Regions from separate parts of the Mus musculus genome. Here region 2 is linked to region 1. The links are chromatin contacts, called in public Hi-C maps. All regions are on one chromosome and are shown on one strand. The core of a region is the stretch at or near the end of the contact, and the rest is flanking DNA. Distances in the headings are between cores, read along the strand shown.

The links. Hi-C and Micro-C count contacts between places; a contact is called where the count stands out from the background.
Region 2: a Hi-C map of liver shows a contact between it and region 1, with 3 times the contacts expected there. The contact joins two enhancer-like sites. A contact is called at or near these places in 7 of 484 Hi-C or Micro-C datasets (Th2 cells, cardiomyocytes, embryonic stem cells and 3 more) and 2 of 115 datasets of contacts at active chromatin or transcription factors (embryonic stem cells and fibro-adipogenic progenitors).

What each region holds. Positions count from the first base shown.
Region 1 is chr2:20,897,180-20,901,959 of GRCm38.p6, forward strand. The region is part of intron 3 of Arhgap21 (Rho GTPase activating protein 21); the gene reads right to left. Among named protein-coding and RNA genes, the nearest start is that of Arhgap21, 68 kb to the right of the region's middle. Within about 2 kb of position 2,327, at least 124 of the 459 cell types and tissues checked have an H3K27ac peak or open chromatin away from gene starts, as enhancers often do. A contact at or near this core is called in liver, where this site is marked.
Region 2 is chr2:21,118,947-21,123,456 of GRCm38.p6, forward strand. It overlaps the pseudogene Gm13377. Among named protein-coding and RNA genes, the nearest start is that of Enkur, 84 kb to the right of the region's middle. Within about 2 kb of position 2,930, at least 6 of the 459 cell types and tissues checked have an H3K27ac peak or open chromatin away from gene starts, as enhancers often do. A contact at or near this core is called in liver, where this site is marked.

The DNA of each region.
Region 1 (4,780 bases), core at 1,077-3,576:
TTCAAGATGAGTGTGATGGTTTGTATAACGCCTGACCCAGGGAGTGGCACTATTAGGAGGAATGGCCTTATTGGAGAAAGTGTGTCACTGTGGGGGTAAGCTTTGAGACCCTCCTCTTAGTCACATAGGAGCCAGTCTTCTCTTTGCCTTCTAAACAAGATATAGAGCTCTCAGCTCCTCTAGCGCCATCCCTGCCTGGATGCTGCCATGCTTCACGCCATGATGATAATGGATTGAACCTCAGATTCTGTAAGCCAGCCCCAATTAAATGCTGTCTTTACAAGAGTTACCTGGGTCCTGGTGTCTCTTCACAGCAGTAAAACCCAAACTAAGAAGACAATATACTCATTTTCAAAATGCTAGTTAATACATTCAAGTTTTACCTCCCAATCTGCAGATCTGACAACTTTAGGAATCCTAATCTCAAATTATAATAATCTCTGAATGGGATCCAGATGAAGACCTGTCACATTTCAATCACAATTTCATATAGTAGAAGCAAGCATATACTCTCTTTTTTTTTTTTTTTTAAGACTTATTTATTATTATATGTAAGTACACTGTAGCTGTCGTCAGACACACCAGAAGAGGGAGTCAGATCTTGTTACGGATGGTTGCACACCAGAAGAGGGAGTCAGATCTTGTTACGGATGGTTGTGAGCCACCATGTGGTTGCTGGGATTTGAACTCTGGACCTTTGGAAGAGCAGTCGGGTGCTCTTACCCACTGAGCCATCTCACCAGCCCCGCATATACTCTCTTAATGCAACCTGACCTTCAAGCAATGGAGTAAAATAAACCAGTTTAAAACTGTAAAAAGTAAACTATGTTTGAAATTACTCATGTTAAACTTTTTCAGATAAAAGACATTTAATTATAAAAACTTTTTTTGTCATGGGAGTGTTTCATACATTCAGAACCAGAGATGCTAACAGCACAAAGCCCCAGGAGACTAGGGAACCAAGAAAATCACATTTCATATAAGCCCACTCGCACCCATATAAAGCTTTTAAAGTTAAATCCCAGATGCCAGTTCATTCATAAACCCTATAGATATTTGGGCAGGCATAGCTGAAAGATAAGAACTTTAGTATTAACCTGCTGGCAAAACCAAAATGCTGCACTGGGTGTCTACAATGGAGTACTCTGCACAATGGAGTTTCGTTCACATAGAAGCTGAGCACAAGGCAATCTTTTACCTTAAGTATCCACTTAACACTAAGAACTGACAAAGCTCCCAAAGCCGTGAGACAAATTCAGAAAGGGCTCACACGTGAAAATCACAAGACACCCCCAGGTTAAGTTTATAAACAAGATACCTGTGGGTGTGCTTGCTTATATACTCAAATCCTGTGAGTTTACTGGGCATCTACTCGTTTACAAATTAAAATTATCTGAGTTTATAGTCAATCTTCTTAGCTATATACTTAATATACTTATACACTTAGCTACATACTCAAATCCCGTAAGTTTACAGTGGACTTGCTCAGTTATACATTAAAATCCTGTGAGTTTATAGAAAATACGCTGCGCAGAAATCTCAAGTGCACAGAATGGATGTAACGGATGCTCAGTAAGTAACTGCTATCTACTTCAAAACCTCAGCCTGGACAATGCTAACAGTAAACAGCCTGAAGCTGTCTGGCCTTCCCAGTACAGGGACAGGGTAGGCAACAGAAGAGCCAGCGTACCTCCACTAGGGGTCAGACATGAATCAGTTTTAGAGCTATAGCTGGGCAGAAACACTGTGGGAGCCTGTTATCCAACAAATACTTCCCCCTAGTTCTCTCTGAATGAACAGTCCGTAACCGCCTTTCAGAGCACTTGGAGTTCAGTAATGTTAGTCTTTTCCCTTGTTTCAGGAGCTTCATAAATGATGTCTATGTCTAGAGTCAGAGCCCTGTTGTTTCTGCTTTGCGAGGTTGTAAATTTCTCTGACAACCCAGACAAATTTGTTAATCATAAGCAACAACTTCCCATCTCTGGATTTATACACTGTTCAACCCCTGAACTAATAAGCTTATCAAGGCTGTCCTCTGTGTGCTCTCTGTTTCTTCTGTACATTTATTAGAAACATATACACCCACAAATTTACACATAAAACACGGGAAGATGGAAATATAAGATGATGTTTTAAGCATAGAAACTATTTTGAATTTGAAAAAAAAAAATCCTTGCCCTACAGCCCTATGTTTCACCTGAGAGTGGGAAAATGGTGAAGCGGTTAGTGTGAGATGACTGTGGACACCGCCACACAGTGAGAAGGAAAGGGGCGCAGAAGGCACGTTTCATTAACCGGCCGGCCGAGGAAGTGCACTATATCACATGACATTTTCAACACTCTGAAGGAAGTGAGGCTAGAGGCAGCACGCTTCCTTCCACGCAATCAGCCTAGTGTGTCTGGCTCATGGTGCAGACTGCACAGATGTTTGCTAAATGAATGAACAAACAAAAAATGTATTTCTTAATTCTTAACTGTCCTCACACTTAGCTTTGAATATTTCTGCTCTGTTTTTATGTCAAAGATGAGAAGTTATCTGTTGAACATTGAAAGCAGGGGGCTGCAATTCCCACAATAAACACTGATTAAGTTAGGAGTCACATACTTTCTATGTAGGCTATGGAAAGCAATGAGGAACAAGATCCGGGCTCTCCAGCAGGAGAGCTATGAACTATGCCTGGGCAGGGCGAAGCCAGAGGAAACTCTGGTGGAGGTCCGTAGCGGTCCTGACGTGCAAATCGGTCGTCCGACCTGGGTATAGGGGCGAAAGACTAATCGAACCATCTAGTAGCTGGTTCCCTCCGAAGTTTCCCTCAGGATAGCTGGCGCTCTCGCTCTTTTCCCGACGTACGCAGTTTTATCCGGTAAAGCGAATGATTAGAGGTCTTGGGGCCGAAACGATCTCAACCTATTCTCAAACTTTAAATGGGTAAGAAGCCCGGCTCGCTGGCGTGGAGCCGGGCGTGGAATGCGAGTGCCTAGTGGGCCACTTTTGGTAAGCAGAACTGGCGCTGCGGGATGAACCGAACGCATATGTTATTCTTCACCCACACCTCCACTGCACAGGGAGGACGGCACCTGGGCACTGCCTTTTCTGCCGCCCTTCCAGGGAAAGTTAATAGAGATAGCCAGCAGCACACTCGCTCTGGCACATGCTACAGCCTCAGCCACACAGCGGGCACCGTCTCCTACAAGGACAACATCCAGTGTGATACCTGGCCTGCCCTGCCTCCGCCCTTTCAATCCTTAAACATCTGAAGTTTCCTTTTATGAACAAAAACTGAGTTGGGAGGGTGGAGACACATCTTAGGAGTAAAGTGTGGAAGTTGAGGAGTTTTAACAAGCATGGGTGGTGCTTCACACAATGAACTGTCTGTCCCTAATGAACATTTAAACGTGAGGACTATCTCTCCCTCAGGAGGCAAGCCTGTTGCTTTCCTCCAAAGACCAGACACAGGAGGAGGTGAACACTGGTTCTGTGACCCTGGTTGTAAGTTATGCAGCAGCTAGGAAAAGCCAGCTTAAAACCACCTAATTACAGTACTGTCTGGGGCAATACTACTAAGAAAAAGCCAGAGAAGAGAGCCATGTTTTAGAGGCGGCTCAAACCCTAGTGTGAATCTCTCTCTAGTTCTCTTACAGTTACTTATCTCTGCCAAAGACTTCCGATTAATTCTCTCTGAAGCTATCTTTCACATTAAAATATTTCATAATAAAGTGTTTAGAACCCTTACAGAGATTTTGAAATCACATCTAGTTTCTTGACTGCCAGGTTAAACTTCATGTATTATGTTTTTCAAGTCTTAAAGTCTTCACCTTAAAAGTGAGTTTCTGACAGCCTCTTTAATCCAGCTCAATTCCTTTCATTATAGATTACCATTCATTATTTTTAAGTAGTATCAAGATTCTCTTTTAAACTTTTCACCTACTGGTTTATTTTATAGAATATGTCTACATTTCTATGTAAGTCCAAGATTGCCCTATTTTTGTTATTTTCTTAAAGACTTTCTTAGTTATTTGAAATATGGTTTCTAAATCACTAGGTACCACTAACCCTGAGTTACCCGGGCTATGGGGAGGGAGAAGGAAGACACAGAGCAGTCACTTAGGAACAGGCCATGGTGGCCATGACAAAAGGTGTCAGCATCCTCCCCTTACCCAACAGGCACTGTGCATACAAGCTCCTACTATGTACCCGGTACCTACTTAATGAAAAACTCAGTCACAGGACGCATTTTCTGTCCTTCATCATCTTTTCTCTGAGAAGAATTCATAGAAATCGTTTCAAAAACATAATGATAAGTAAATGGGGTGGATTTGTAGTTAGCACTTGACTTGGGAGGCTGAGACAGGAGTCACTTGAGCCCAGGAGTCCAAAAGCAGCCAAGTCAACATAAGGAAATCCTGATTCTACAAAAAGAGAGGAGGAGGATGCGGAAGGGGCAAGCACAGAGGGAGCTACGAGGGAAAGTCCATACTCAACAACTCGATATTTTACTTTGCATAATCTAATAACCAATTTTTGCTTCTTGTTTCCTTATTTCCCAGTATCAAACTTGTGTTAGTGCCTTAGTTTCTCGGAACAGGTTAATCAAGAGGCAGGAATTCTCACCTAACTTACCACAGACAGGAACAATCAACAGGCTGTTCTGGGGAGCAAGGATTTCCACAGTGTTATTAATGAACATATCTTCAATCTTTTACTAGCTATGAAACCTACAAAATAACCCTTCAAAAATTGAAACTGCCTACCACTTTTCCATCAGCTTCTTTATTTCAA
Region 2 (4,510 bases), core at 1,680-4,179, 220 kb after region 1:
TTACTAACAATCTTAACTGACATAATGGATATTCCCAGTACACATGTCCTGAACAATCGTGGAACTTGAAAATGTGTCCAGAATTCCCTCCCCAGGTTATATGCTTAGTTGGCTAACTGGGTTAACAAAACCCAATCACTTCAGTGATTAGAAGGGTAGGGTCCTTATTGATGAATGGCCCCCCATCTGGTGTGAAAGAAACTATAACTCCATTGTGAATTGGCCTTGAGGGAGCCCCTGTGGTGAACGAAGACCTGAGGGCTGGAGAAATGGAAGCCAAGTCCTGTAGTATGGACATGGAAACTAACTTACGACCACAGTTGGAGTTCTTGGAAAAGGATCCTGAACCTCTCAGCTGATCAAAATCCAGTTAGAAAAGATTGAGAGTTAGCTATAAACACATTCAGATTTCTAACCCAAGAAAGTGTCCATAAATAAACCCGTGTCGGTTTCTGCCACTAAATTTGTGCTGGTGTGGATATGTACCAATAGGAAGCCCATTGAGCCTGACAATAGATTGAACTCAAATGTGCCAAGGTAGTTTAGTCAATGAAAATACTGTCTAAGAATCTAAATTCTTATAATTGTTGTATTCCTGTTCATTAAAAAAATATATTTAAACTGGGCATGGTAGAATGTGGCTTTAGTCCCAGAACTCCTGAGGCAAAGTCAGGCAGATCTCTGAGCTCAATGCCAGCCTGGTCTACATACAGAGTGAATTCTAAGACATCTAGGATTTCACAGAGAAACTCTATTTTTAAGAAACAATGACAACAACAAAAACTACACTCTTCATTGTCATTTTAGTGTTAAGAATTGTGAGTTCCAATAATTACATAATAATAATAGGACATGTAACAACTTACCTTGTGAGTTTTTAGTCTGATGAAGTCAACCTTCATAGAGACAAATCGATCTGAATTCCAGCTGATGTTCTTGAGGTGTTCTACAAGATCAGCACAGAACTTGTAAGCGCCTTTCAATACACACAGGACCAGAATTTCATGGTAGCCTATGTCTTTCATTACATCCTTAGTCAGCCACTCAATTCTGAAAAAAGTAAGAAATAAAGGATGCATTAATGTACAACTGATAGACACAAGATTATCGATACAGATCAGATCATCCATGTGAACATGAAGAGAAGCCTGGGAAACAGAATGCTCTCAGGCAGAAAGTTCTGTTAAAGTGGAACCAGGGTGCTGATAACACTCCTAATAGGACATCATCGTGCTTGTATGTCATAAACAGGGTTAGAGGTCATGCATGGTATTTATTTATTTATTTATTTATCATTACAGCACCTGTTGTTAAACTTTAAAACATTTGGATGGTATTTACTGAAATCCTCATTTATAGCAAAGAAAGAAGAAATAGAGAGCTGATTTATTTGTTTCTTTTTTATCAGCTTGACACCTAGACCTGTGCGGGAAGAGGAAATGGAAATGCTGCCTCCATAAGATTGGCCTGCGGGGAAGTCTGTGGCGTGTGGTCTTGATTAATGGAGGACCCAGATCACTGTGTGTGTGTGGGGGGGAGCTATCCTTTGGATAGGTTTTCCCGGCTTGTATAAGAAAGCAAGCCTTCCTCTACAGCTTCTGCTTCAGTTCCTGCCTCCAAGTTCCCACCTTGCTTGAGTTTCTGTCCTGGCTTCCTCCAGTGATGGACTGTTGTTACCTAAAAGTGTAAGATGAAATAAATCCTTCCCTCCCCAAGTTGCTTTTGGTTCTGGTGTTTTTTCAAAGCAACAGAAACCATAAGACAGAGAGTGACAGATTCTTCTTACACTGGAAGAAAAGTCAAGTGGTGAGTAACTAAAAAAAAAAAAAAAATCATATATTCACCAAAGGCAGCACACACTGTAGCAATACAGTGTGGAATCCTATGTGGAGGATGCTCCCTGGAGTCAATGAACAGCAATCGCTTGCCTCTGCCTGTGCTTTGGCACTATCTTCACAATTTTCTACTCATTCTATATGTACAAGTGTGTAGCCACTCCCCACACAAAACCAAAACCCTGAACAGAGGCAGGATCTCAGATGTACCTTAAAAAGAAAATCCCAATGGGCATTTATATTATATATGCACAAATAGAGTGTTAGCTGTGTTTTCAGGTAGTGTTTATCTAAATAAATATGATCACCCAATGATTGTATATCAGAATATCTGGCATGCTTTTACAAAAATGTATTGAATTCATAAATTTCTCATTACATTTATTTATTTAGTGTATGTGCATGTGTACATATACACATACTACAGTGTGTGTGAGCACGTATATGTGTGTGTATACATGGATATGCATGTATATGTGGGGAGTATTTACATGCATATATATGAAAGGGCATGTACAGATGGAGGTCAGAAATCAACCTAGGGTATCTCTTCTTAGGAGCTGTCCATCATAGTTTTGAGACAGGGTCTCAGTGGGTCTTGGAGCTTACCAATTAGGATAAGCTGGTGGCCCTGCAAGTCTGGGATCTGCCTGTCTGTCTCCCCAGAGCTGGGGTTACAGGCACAGCTTATCATCTCAGTCTTTTCACATTGGTTCTGGAGATCAAATTCAGGTCTGCATGCTTGCACAGCAAACACTTTATCAACTGTGCATCTCCCCAGCCCCTCCAGTCCCACAAATTATACTTTAAACATAAAGACTCAGATTAAAGTGGAAGGACTGAGAAGGACACATCACGCTGTGGCAAGGAAAAGTAATATGAAGAAACCATCTTACTTTCAGTCAGGATGTGACATTAGAGTCGGTGATCTCTGTCAGCTCCTGAAGAATGCTTGACAATCCTAGTGTATGTTTCCTTAAGGATGCCAGGTGACTGACAGAACAGCAAGGAGAAAGGGACACCACTGCACTTAGAGACTCCCTCCCACACTCCCTCTACCAGGCATGGGCAGATCCTGCAGTTGGGAAATCAGTTAGGATAAAGGATAAAGTTGAACAACCAATCAATAAACTGGATCTAGCTGGTATGTGTACAACACTCTACCAAACAACAGAATATGCATTCTTCTCAAAATATTCCAATGAAAATGACAACACTAGAAAAAATATGTGAAAATTATAATCTGTTAAAGGTTTGTATCTAATATATATGTTATATATCTAATATATGTCATATATATGTTTTCACTGTATAACCATGGCTGTCTTAGAACTCACTTTGTAAACGAGGTCAGCCTCACACTCACAAAGATCTGTCTGCCTCTGCTGGAATTAAAGGTGTCCATCACCACTGCCTGACTTCTGCGTTTATATAATTAAAATGATTATATTTACACAATATATGTGATTATAATTATAGTTGTATATATTTAATCCTTTAATGACTCAACAAGAAGACAAACAACCAAATAAAAAAGTTTGCAAAAGGCTTGGATAGAGAACTTTTATCTCCATAAAAAAAAGAATGATAATAGCTGATAAGCACACTAATGATTCAGGAAATATAATCACAGGTTGATATCATCATACTAAATGTCAGTAGATGTGTGAAGACAACAGAGTCCTGTGAAACTACTAGTGAGGCTGGAAAATGGCACAACCACTTTAGGAAACAACCTGCAGTGGTTGGAACTCACCAGGAAGCCCAGAATTTCACCCCAAGGGCTTAATCTAGGAGAAATGAAAAATGCATCCATGCCAAGAATTGTCTCTGAGCTGTGTACAAATCCACGTCAGCAGTCCAAAGGTTCATTGGCTCCTGGACCAATGATTAGATGCTTTATGACTTAATTTCCATGTAACTGCCTGTCGGTAAATTAATGAAACTGTAAGACAGGATTGTGGAGATGGACCCAAGCATAAAAATGTACTGAAATCATAGAACCATTTCCCCACGTAAAGTGGATGTAATGTTTGTTTTAAAGCTGAGGGCTGAATTCCTGGACCCCACCCTGGACCACTTATAGAGGAATTTTAGACACTGGAGGGACTGGAACACCAAGCCAGCCACAAAATCTTCGACTCACAATTTATCTTGCCTATGAGATGTGCAGAGATAAAAGACAGAGAATTTGAGGGAAGGGCCAAACAATAACTGGCCCCGCTTGAGACCCATGCAATGAGATGGAGTCCACCCCTGACACTATTAATAATATTCTGCTATCCTTGCAGACAGGAGCCTAACATAACTGTCATCAGAGAGCTTTCATCTAGCAAGTGATGGAAATAGATGCAGAGACCCATTGCCAACCATTGAGTGGAGCTTGGGGAATCCTGTGGAAGAGGGGAAGGAAGGATTGTAGGAGCCACAGTAGGTCAAGGACACGACAAGAACACCTAGAGTCAACTAACCTGGGCCCATGGTGGCTCACAAAGACTGAAATGCCAACCAGAGAGCATGCATGGGATGGACCTAGGCCCTCTGCACACAGGTACGAGTTGTGCCGCTGGGTCTTCTGTAGCTCGCATCAGCTACTCTGTGGGTTCTTTTTCCTTCTACCCTTCTCCCCACCCGTTCAACCCCCTAATTCTAGATAGGAAATAAGAACAGAGGAG